2 separate regions of the Bos taurus genome follow, and region 2 is linked to region 1. The links are chromatin contacts, called in public Hi-C maps. All regions are on one chromosome and are shown on one strand. The core of a region is the stretch at or near the end of the contact, and the rest is flanking DNA. Distances in the headings are between cores, read along the strand shown.

Region 1 (6,009 bases), core at 882-3,381:
CTTTACAGGTCTTCATCCTCTACCTGTCTCTTACGATGTTAGGGTTCTTCAGAGTTCTGTGCAGGGATCCCTTCACTACCCTACAAATATGTCCTGCTGCTGCTGCTGCTGCTGCTAAGTCGCTTCAGTCGTGTCCGACTCTGTGCGACCCCATAGACGGCAGCCCACCAGGCTCCCCAGTCCCTGGGATTCTCCAGGCAAGAACACTGGAATGGGCTGCCATTTCCCCCTCCAATGCATTAAAGTGAAAAGTGAAAGTGAAGTCGCTCAGTCCTGTAGGACTCCCAGCGACCCCATGGACTGCAGCCTACCAGGCTCCTTCATCCGTGCGGTGATAATTTCCCTCTTTTCAATTTCCACCTATAAGCTGGCAGTTCCTATCATCTGGGCTAGAAATGCAGACCTCTGCATTGTCAGACCCCTAATTATTCCTAAATTGATCTGCTTTTCTTCATCCCCATTATTACATTTTATATTAGGCTGGATTACCTCAACAGCTTCATAACCAATCTCTATGCCTCCAGCCTGGTCCTCTCCCAAACATTCTCCCCCAGGGTACCAGATGATCTTTCAAAGATCAAACGTTTTCATGGACCTCAACCATTTTCTTCCAACCCAGCATCAACAGTAGCAATAAACTGTGGAGCTTCCTTCCTTTCACTCTTTAAATAAAGCCCAAACTGCTTAATATGAAGTACAACAGCCTTAATAACTTGGCCCTCGCCTACCTCTCCACCCTCATCTTTTACCACTCACCCCTTCAAACTCTATCTGTGCTCCAGTTAGATTGAATTTCTATTCGCCAGTGGCAGAGATCAAACCGCGGAAGGTTCTCTTTACCGAAGACATTCTTCTCTCCTCCTCCTCACCTGACCATACTTATTTTTTCATGTCTCACTTCCTCTGGAAGCTCTTCCCTAACCCTTCAAGTCTGGTCAGGTGCCCCTCCCACGGGCCTTGCAAAATACTGCAGGTAGTAAAACCGTCTCACCGTAGCACGGTGCACTATCAGCTGCCTCTTCTGTCGGTACTAACTCCACCCTTTAGATTATAAAATGTAGACAGGGACTACTAGCCTTTATTTACCTTGCTCACCACTGAATTTCCAACAGTGCTTAGAAGGAATTCAATTTACTTTTAACCAATGAACGATTACTACAAAACAAAAACAAAGCCCAGAATCTTTGGAGCTGATTCTTTCAAAAGACTGTTTCTTTAAAGGCCAGTCAAGCTGGTAGACGAAAGTGCCTACCCGATATCTGTTTTAAAATATCTGAGCAAAGTCTAAATGCTCTGAAAATTTCCACATATCCTAACTGATAATAACACTTCTAAGGAACTGGACTCTTTAGTGGAAATCAGAATGCATTAACTAATTGTGTGACCACGGACCACTTCTGCCAGCCTATTTTCAGTCAATCTAACAAATGGGCTTTTCAGTCACCATTATCTATTTTCTACTAGTTTGTTTTCAGTATCAGTATTTGCAGAACGTAAAGGCAGTGTCTAGAAAAGGGGGGGGAGGTGGGGTAGGAGGAGGTTCCTTTAATAAAATCAGAGGTCACTATTGTCCACCGACCACCTCGGCAGCTGCGGAGAGAGGTTTTATATCTACATTGTCTCCCATTAGAACAGTAAACGAGGCTGGCGACACTCCCGGCGCCTAGAGAAACAAGCCTGTCTGTATCACTAGGACACCCAGCCTCCCCCAGTTCCATTTACCCAGGACCGTCCCCACCCGATCCACGCCGGCGAGGCCCCCCTGAGCTGAGGCGCCCTAAGCGGAGCTCCCCAAGGGCGTTCCGGATCCCACCCGCGCCGGGTCGCGCGTCGCAGCCCACCTCACAGTGCAGGAGTTCAGTGCCGGGATCCTGGTGCGCCGCGATCCGGCAGAACACGCACTTGCTACTGTAGTTCGCGAGCTCCGGGGACTCTGCGGCGACCGCGGGGGTCTCCCCTGGGGACCCCGCGGGTTGGGCAGCCGCCACTGGCTCAGAGCGGGCACACGACTTCCCTAAACCGCATTCCTCCTCCTCCATCATCGCACCCGCTCTTCTGCGCCGCTGAGAGACCTCTCCGGGACAACAGGGCCTCTTGCAGTTAGCCTCCTGCACCTCCTAGATTTTACCTCGAGGCGTCGCCCCTCGTCTGGCGCTGGGCCGGGCCGGGAGCTGGGCACAGCGCGGATCCAGGGCGACCGGAGCCGCAAGGTGACTCGCCGCGGAGCCGCAAAATCCAGAGGCTGGCCTTCACGCTGACTGCCACGCGGGGGCGCGCAAGGACGCGACACGGAAGAGCCGCCGCCACCGGCGGCAGTCGCCCATCCCCGTGCGTCTCGGTGGTAACGACTCAGGACTTCCGCCACAACGCCGGCTCGCGCCCCACGCCGCGATGACATCACGTTCGCGCTCTACCCGGGAGCCGAATGGCACTTATTGACCGTTCTGAACGTCATCTCCCGGAAGCCAGCAACATAAAGTGCCTCGAGTGTATAATGATGTCTTAAAAAAAAAAAAAAAAGTTTTAAAAAATTCGTAGGTTTTACGAGAATGAACATTTCTAGAGCTTTGATGCTTTGGGTATCCATTTTCTACAATGATAATCTTAGGTGATAAGGCTCAAAATATCAAACAGAACTTCACACCTGTTTTTACCTTTTGTTGTTATTATTGACAGCACCAGCTAGATCAAAATAGTGGGCTTTATCTCATTCTTTATACACAGATAAATGCGGAATCCTGTAGTTTATAGTCTGACATATTCCAGAACTTCATAGAAATTGACGAGGAATTGACCTAGAAACTTTAAGAAATTGACAAGAAATTCAGGCTTTCTTGGGAGTTGTGCTTCGGGAAAGAGCGAAAAATGAGTAACACATTCCCTTGCTGGTTCCCTGGGTTGGGAGGGGTGCATGAGTTGGTCCCTTAAATGGGATGAGGGCGGGGGCAGATCTGGTGGTCTTTTGGCGGGGGTGGCTTAGGAGGTCTGCCCACCCACCCCCCACCCCCTTGGTGCTGTGTGCAGGGATCATGAGTAATGCCCTCTTTCTGCTCAGGACATCACAGAAGTAGCAGTTGGGTTTTTGGTCTTTTTGTACCTTGTTTATAATTTGTTCAGGCTTTACTTCAGTTCAATTCAGTCCCTCAGTCCTGTCCAACTCTTTGTGACCCCATGGACTGCAGCATGCCAGGCTTCCCGGTCCATCACCAACTCCCTGGAGCTTGCTCAAAACTTGCAAGCAGTTATTTTTAGTCCTTTAGTTTCTTTATATTCTGTTGCTCAAGGAGACGTTTGTCCACATGCAAACACTGTAGCAAAGGGTCCCAAGTCCTCAGTCTCTCTCATTCCCGCCCTGTGAGCTTTCACACCCCTTGTTTTTAAGGGTTAAGGGGCTGAAGTTTTCCTCTTCTGAAGCATCTTCCTGCTGGACAGGGGTCTCAGACCCTAGCTTACACTGCTGCTGCTGCTAAGTCGCTTCAGTAGTGTCTGACTCTGTGCGACCCCATAGACAGCAGCCCACCAGGCTTCCCGTCCCTGGGATTCTCCAGGCAAGAACACTGGAGTGGGTTGCCATTTCCTTCTCCAATGCATGAAAGTGAAAAGTGAAAGTGAAGTCGCTCAGTCGTGTCCGACTCTAGCCACCCCATGGACTGCAGCCTACCAGGCTCCTCCATCCATGGGATTTTCTAGGCAAAAGTACTGGAGTGGGGTGCCATTGTGTAGAAGTCCCTTGCTGACTGTTTCAAGGACATGTAGGGACCTGGGCCACCCTCTGCTGGAATGGATTGAAACCCTTGAGCCATAATGAGCCTTACTTGAAACTGCTGGAGCCTAGAAGATACAAAGTTAACCAAAAGATTAACCAGACAAGGGCCAAAAAGAGCAATAATGGCCACTAAGGAGCCTAGAAATGGAAGGAACCAAGTTAACTTTGGGAGTAGGGCTCCTGTAACTGTTGACCAGACAGTGAGATTGTGTTGCTCTTGCCAAAATTGTGAAGCCTTTCTGCATGGGTATTTCTTTAATATTAACATCCACCTGTCCTGTTGCATTGATCTGGGCACAGCAGGAAGTATTAGTTACCAAACACACTCTGCCTTGTTCTGCCAGAAAGTAACAAAGAGCCAGGCAATTATGAAGAACTATATTAGCCAAAGAGACAAGAAGAGACAAGAAAGGTCTTAGGTCCCATTAAGGCTTGTTCTATCAGTTCCATCACATAACCACAGTCGGGTGAAATTTCTCAGTGTTACTTCATGATAAGTTAAACCTCCATGTAGAGCTGCCTGTCCTATGGCTAGCCCTGCCCTGTGCTAAGATCATTCCTTTTGCTCTCCAGATTCGGGAGTGAGCCAGCCTGGTCCTATTATAGATAATATCCCTCTTATCCCTATAGACCATACAGGACACTCTCACACAAAGTGGACATCATCAGTGCATTTACAGGCCATAGTATGAAGGCCTTGGAAAAAGGGCATGGCCTGGCATAACTCCATAACATGATGTTTTGGGTGTCTTCAGAGGAAAACAAGCGGAGAAGCCAATGGCACCCCACTCCAGTACTCCTGCCTGGAAAATCCCATGGCTGGAGGAGCCTGGTAGGCTGCAATCCATTGGGTTGCTGAGGGTCGGACACGACTGAGCGACTTCACTTTCACTTTTCACTTTCATGCATTGGAGGGGGAAATGGCAACCCACTCCAGTATTCTTGCCTGGAGAATCCCAGGGACGGGGGAGCCTGGTGGGCTGCCGTCTATGGGGTCACACAGAGTCAGACACGACTGAAGTGACTTAGCAGTAGCAGAGGAAAACAAACCCTTAAAGGGGGCAGACCTGAATGTCTTACGGTTGTTCAGAGCTGATAGTCCTTAAGGACATAGCTGTCGCTAGTACCTATGCAACTAAGAGACCACAAATCTTTATGTTGGTAATTTAGATTATATCATGTTATAAAGGTCTTCATGAAATGCTTGAGTGTGATCTGGTTGGTTTCGTCAGAGTTAACAACTGTAGTCCAGCTCATTATTTGCTCAGTGTCCCACAGGTGGGTTGAATTGGATTGACGAGGTGGATGAGATGTTTCTTTCAACCATTCACACTCCCCTTCCATGTTGTTTAGGAAGACGGAACCATAGTTTGAAACAGGACACAGGTGGGGGAGGTTGTAAGTACAGTTTCTCCCTACATAAGAGGCAGAATATCTGCTGTAATTCTGTCTCCGATTGCGGGGGGGGGGGGGGGGCGGGTAGGGACAGGCATACAAAACAAGTACCATTTGTGCAGTTTAACAGAGCGTGCCCCATGCCTTGGGTAGTTGTATAGGGGATTCAGGTTAAGGCATTGTAATAGCCCCCTGGAAAGTGCAAGCGTGACTAGCAGAGAGGGAAGGGGTGGCAATTGTCCCCAATTTAGTTGGTTAATCAATATTGGAACCAGAAGGATCAGGGGAAATGCAAGAGGAGGGCCAGTATCCAGCTGGGGTGGTGAGTGTTGATGGTATATCCCGCATTATTTTAAATGTTCTCTTTTGGGCATGATTTTGGAAATGTTGATAAGTGAGCGTTCTCACTATTTTTCCCTGGTTACAAGGACTAGTAGGGCACACAGAGTCAATAACAGAGCATTTTTGGGGTGGAGAATTTTCCCTTAAACCAGCATGGACAAGGGAGTTAATTCTCTGGCGAGGGTGGCCGAGCAAACCAGTAGGATGCAAGCAACAGCACAATAGCAAAATTGCAAATAGGAGTCCTATTCACACACCGTTTTACTTACCTGTGGATCATGCCTGTGCTTGCAATAGGCTTCTCAGGGTTTCCACTGGCTCACAGATGTGTTGCTCTTCTCTAATGACTTGTGGGGGTTTTGGAGGTAATAGCTTTAGTCTAGACAAATGTACCCAAATAGATATCCCTTGCAGTTTGACAGCAGTCAGGATGGCTAAAATTACTTCACAATAGCCTTTCCATTTTGGTAAATAGTTGGTCTTCGGGGGAACCGCTCTTTCCAGGT
Region 2 (6,009 bases), core at 2,484-4,983, 180 kb after region 1:
GTCTCAGAGAGAAAAATGCCTCTTTCATTCTGACATTAGAAACTGATTCCAAGGCCAGGAGTGCCAGCACAATCAAGCTATCTGCAACAAAGAGAGTTTAATGTAACTGCAGGGGAGGGTTCTTTTAAGAAGTTTAGAATGAGCAAAGAAGAATGATATAAATTAACTGCTCAATATCCTTGACTACAAATTTAACATGCATAAAATGTAGCTATCTTTATGTCATGAGAGAATTTTTGCTCTGTTCAAATAAATCATAACGTATTTTTCATAAGCTCTCTCCTACTGTTGGTTCGCCCAGTCTCACCACCTTTTACATAAAAGTGTTATTTCCTCACCATCTAACAAGAGCCCAAGTAGGCTGGAGGAGCAATAGTAATAACTTTTGTGGAAATAAGTTTTGGGGGTAATATGTAATAAGGATGGTGAAGAGTATTAAAATGATAAAAAAGGAAAGGAAGAAAAAGGAAAGATAATAAGTGACTGGATCATTCCCAGATAATTTTGTTAAACAAAGTGAAAAAAGGTTAATACTGACTCATAAAACTTACATAATGGAAAAACAAAAACAAAACTGGAAATACCATAGTGCAAAAATAAAGCAAATGAAATGTAATGCAGTTATCCTTGATGATTTCAAGACAACATAAAATTAAAAAGGAGAAAGGAAACAAACCTTCCAAACCCTCGATTTCACAACCACTTTGGTTCTCAAACTTGAAAACTGATATGTTTATATACTGAGGGAAACCCATACTGTTGAAAATGTGTATCTATATCATGTATTTTGAATCATTTAGGAATCACAGACTCTTCTAAATGTTTTATTTTCACCTTTACCTGTAATAAATACATTATAATTAGGTCAACCACAACAACTCAACCCTAAAATAAGTTAATATGTCACTTATTAACCAAATCACTGTTATTCCTGGAGTAACCTGAAATTTACTTTACACAAGTTGCACTTTTTAATTGTGTTTTAGAGTTTAATTAAAATAGGTCTGATTACCCATTAGAAAAAATGTGCAAGCTTAAAAATGAAATTAACTTATATTAGCATTTGGGGAGAATTACCTTATTTAACAACACATTAAAGAAGGAAAACATATGGTCCTAAAAATGTCAAAGTAAATGTTGCTCAGTCATGTCCGACTCTTTGCGACCCCATGGACCATAGCCTACCAGGTTCCTCTATCCATGGGATTTTCCAGGCAAGAATACTGGAGTGGGTTGCCATTTCCTTCTCCAGGAGATCTTCCCAACCCAGGGATCGAACCCAGGTCTCCCACGTTGCAGGCAGACGCTTTACTATCTGAGCCACCGGGGAAGTCCCAGTGTCAAAATTCAACTTAAATGTTGAGATAACTGATTTTGACTATTTATGCAAAGAAGTAATTTTAAAAATACAGTTAAGCTTCAACCACCATAGGGTAAACAAATATGTTTTAAACCTAAACTGTCTTTAGATGAAGCCTGAAGCACAGCTCATTTCAACAAATAACCCATGAGCACCTATTATGCATCAGACCAGGGGATTAGGACACTGAACAAGAGGAAGTCTCTGTCCTCCTGGAGCTCTCAACCTTAATACGTTAATAAAATCGGAGCGTACAATGATCCACTTTCCCAGACTCTAAACTTTACTGCTTAATACGAAATTTAAAAATGATAGCCTGTGAAGAGATAATCTTGCCAAAAGGTTATCGTTCGTTCTGATGTACGAAATTTACACTTGGCAGAGAAGAAACAATTTATAGCCAGTTTCTCAAAAGTACAAACCTTATTAACATCTAGCTGGAAGCTAGGCTGCGCCCAAGGCTGCCTCTGCTGGCCGACTCCGAGCATCTTTCCAGCAGATTCTAAACTCCCTACACCTGTATCAAACTTGCCATGCTCCCGAACACATCTCTTCATGAAAGCTGAAGGCTTGCTCCCAGGTAGGCAGCACGAGAATTCCCCAGCCTCATCTAGCTCCTGAATATCTGATTTCTAAAGGGGCCTTCTCCAACTGGCCCTAAATGACTGACTATAAGAATCTGAGACGTCAATTTCACGTATCAATCAGCTAGCTCCGAAATACATCAAAATCCTGAGTGACTTCTACCTGCCGCTAGAATAACTCTTTGCGTGGCTGCACACTGGGAGAAAACAGGAAGGCATCTGTTCATCAGGCCGAAAAAATACGGTGACATTTATCCACCTGAGCTGCTGAAAATTCGGCGGTGCTCCCTCTCTCCATCCCCCACTAACCCTCACACCAATCCATCCTCCCCACCCCTGCAAGCAGCGCGGGCCCCTCCGGGCCCAGGGGCTGGACGGGGAAGGGTCACGCTCTCCTTCGCCACCGCTCGGCCTCCCGAGCTCAAGAGGAGGCTGTCAGGTTAACGGGGGGGTGCTGCGCCCAGCGCCATTAGAACACCTCCGAGCGCCGCACCGAGCTCCGGCGGGAGGCAAGTTTCGCGGGTCCCGGCCCCGGCCCCCCGCCCCTCCGCAGCGGCAGCATCAGCCGCAGGTGGCGGCCAGGGCTGGTCCCCGCCTCGCCACCTACCTACTACAGGGCGGGGGCGCCGGCTCCTCGGGTCCCGGAGAAGGGCGTCGGGAGTTCGCATTTCTGGGAGCGGTGGCCTCTGCCGCTGGGCGCGGGGGAGCGCATCCTCCGGGGTGGGTGGGAGGAGGGGTCGGGGGAGGACCGCGCGGTGACGCGGAGCTGGGGCAGGAGGGAGGAGCGCCCAGGCGCGCGCCCCGCGGGACCAGCGTCCCGTGCTAGTGGACGCGGTGGCCAGTGCCACCGGGACTCCTCAGGCCTCTCCCCTTCGCGCGGCGCCTAGCCAACCCTGCGGGTACGCCCGCGAGTCAGGACATCGGCCGCGACAGGCTGCCGGGCCCGGCCGGAGGCGGGGAGCTGCGGGTGGAACGACGCGGTGCAGACGCCCACCTCTAGCTCCGCCCGGTCCGCGCCACGCTCGGCGCCCCTCCGCCGCGGCGGGGGCCGGGGAGCTCGGCGGTTTGGCTCGGTCGCTTGGGCTGCAGCTGCTGCATCCTCCCCGCCCCGGCGATCTCCGGGCTGGGAGGCTGGGGGCACCCGCGACTGCTGGCAGCCTCGGCTGCCCGGGCGCAGCCCCTGCCCTGGCCCGGCGGCTCCGCCCCGGAGAGCTGCGCGCGCGGCCTCTGCAGGCCGCGGCCCTTTGTGACGCCTCCCGGGAGCGAGCTCGTGGCGCTTCCCGCGGCTGGCCGGCCGGCGGCGGAACCTAAGAAGGTCTTCTTACCTCACCCCGGGCGGGTAATCCCCTACTGCTGGCCACTACACTCAGTGTGAATACGGCTTTGAGAGCAGAGCTCGAGTTCGTGTCTCTCGAGCATAAAAACCTTGAGGTTCCTTGTAGCTCGGGGACCGCTGGTCACAGTAAATTCATCCTTCTGTCCTTTCCGGCGTTGTGTTTCGCAGTGGGGCCCCCATGTCCTCCCCCCTCCCGCTCCCATCCTCCGCACAGCATCCGGGGTGCTGCCAAATTGCTGTCATTGCAGCATGGGGACCGAGCAATTGAGCTCTCCAGGCTGACTCTTGGCAAAGACCCGAGGGAGCCTGGGTTGGGAAGCTTGGCATCAGCTGCGGGCCAGTGCCTGTGAGCTTCCCATCCCCATTGGGGAGCTGTTCCTTCTAAGGTCCCATGACCAGCACTGCAAGATGACTAGGAGGATTTGGCCGTGAAATTGACCCTTACGTAAGGAAGAGACTTAATGGTGGAGCCTGCAGCTGGTGCGATAACACTGGTGTGTCAGAGGCCAAACACACAGGCCCAAGAGATAGCAGCCTCCGCTGGCTTGTTGTTGCTGCTTATGCTGTAACAGCCTCTCATGAAAGACAAGCGAAGCATTTCACAGAGATGGCTTTGGAATTTCAGTTGCAACTGGTCACGTTATACTGTCTTGCAAAATATGGAATAATTACCCAATTCTGCACTGAGCATGTATAAAACTGGGCCTCGGGTTTACATCTTTTTGCTTTGAATGTGAGGAATTGGAAATTTTCCTCTTTTTTTTTTTTTCTTTAGGCATTATGTTATTTGTAAATGACTTCCAAGGGAAAATAAGGCTCCTGCAATTTAAAGAGCTGATTTCATTGAATCAGAAGAGGTTTGGGACCTCCAGAGAAACTGAGAGGCTCTCACACTTCTTTGATGTTTTTGAAATCTAAGATTAATGTAAAAACTGGCAAAGACACGTTCCATAGCAGTACAAGCTGTGGTAAAATCGTGATAAAACTTTTAAGATGAATTCTTCTACGTACGTAGACATCCAGTGGGGTAGGACCTGTGTTGTGTATGGGTCAGGAAACACAGGCCACAAGCCTCGGTTACATCCAGAGACTGATTTGATCGAAAGCCCCATTTTATTTTCAAAAGTACCTATTATTATTCATGATATTTTGCCCCATATTCAGAACAACTTGACTAACATATGTATATATGTGATGAATAAGTGAAAGAATGAAGTCACCCAGTGAGGTTTGGCAGTTGCTTACTCTTAACATTTGTTAAGAGGTCTGCTTTAGATTGTAGTTTGTGCAGGAAATGTCCCTTGAGTTGCAATTCTGGACTGTTTCCAACCTTCCACCAGGAGTCCCCTTTTGTTTTTCTCTCTATGGACCCCAGATTTTGTCAAGAAAAAAACAGCGATCTTTTTTTATTAGACAAACATTTTAAAAGTACTAACCATCAATTATAAAATGTTTCTCTGCCTCTCAAAAACATTGCTTCTAATTTAAGGATCCTCTTTACTATCTTCATGAACTGCTCTAGAACTACAGGCTACCTCACATGCTTATTATAACATTTTATTACAGTGAAAGTTTCGGTAGAATAAAGACTTCTGCCCTTCAGTTTAAAGAGGGAGAAAATTCCCCCTTAACTATTGTTTTTTCATTTACTCGACGTTTACTGATTTGCCTAAGCCTTGTCTTTACAGAGAAATCCAAAGAAATAAACCATTTCCTTATGCTCTAGATCTGTGCTGTCTCATACAGTTCCCACTAGCCACATGTGCCTATTTAAATTTAAACTAAATTTAAAATGTAGTTTTTCATTCCACTAGCCACATTTCAAGTGCTAAAGAGCTACGCACGGCTAGAGACGACTCATTGGACAGCAGAGAATAGAAATTTCCATTATTTCAAGAAATCCTTTTGGACAGCACTGCTCTAAATAGAAAGTGAAATTTTAATTGAAATAAAAGATATAGTATATAAACTTATTTGGGAAATCTTAGTACAGTACAAATCAAACCTCAGTAGAATGTGTACTTCTTAACAGGGTAATCTCTAAGATTTCAGGCTCTGACTTCAGACTTCAGCTCCATCACATGCTTACCTTGGGTAAATAATTTAACTTCTGTTGCTGTTATCTGTAAAAGGCAGATGATAACAGTAACAAATATCAGGATTGATATAGGGCTTCCCTGGTGGCTCAGACGGTAAAGAATCCACCTGCAATGTGGGAGACTTGGGTTTGATCTCTGGGTTGGGAAGATCTGCTGGAAGAGGGCGTGGCAACCCACTCCAGTGTTCTTGCCTGGAGAATCCCTCTGGGCAGATGAGCCCGGCGGGCTACAGTCCTTGGAGTCACAAAGAGTTGGAAACGACTGAGCTTCTAAGCACAGCACAACACACACAGGGATTAAGGGCTTCCCAGGTGGCTCAGTGGTAAAGAATCCACCTGTCAATGCAGGAGAAGCAGGTTCAGTCCCTGGGTCAGAAAAACACCCTGAAGAAGGAAATGGCAACCCACTCCAGTATTCTTGCCTGGCAAATCCCATGGACAAAAGAACCTGACAGGCTACAGTCCACTGAGTCACAAGTTTAGTTCAGTCACTCAGTCTTGTCTGACTCTTTGCGACCCCGTAGATGGCAGCACGCCAGGCGTCCCTGTCCATCTCTCAGAACCTACTCAAACTCATGTCCATTGTGTCAGTGATACCATCCAACCATCCTCTGTCACCCCTTCTCCTCCC

What was found. A called contact is a pair of places that touch in the nucleus more often than the background predicts.
Region 2: a contact with region 1 is called in a Hi-C map of skeletal muscle, with 4 times the contacts expected there. The contact joins the promoter of NCOA7 here to the promoter of HINT3 in region 1. A contact is called at or near these places in 2 of 11 Hi-C or Micro-C datasets (skeletal muscle and an unstated tissue).

What each region holds. Positions count from the first base shown.
Region 1 is chr9:25,337,734-25,343,742 of ARS-UCD2.0, forward strand. HINT3 (histidine triad nucleotide binding protein 3) reads right to left here and starts at 2,132. Exons shown (of 5, transcript NM_174341.2): 1 at 1,842-2,132. The coding sequence starts at 2,042.
Region 2 is chr9:25,516,596-25,522,604 of ARS-UCD2.0, forward strand. NCOA7 (nuclear receptor coactivator 7) reads right to left here and starts at 3,734. Exons shown (of 15, transcript XM_024996940.2): 1 at 3,270-3,734.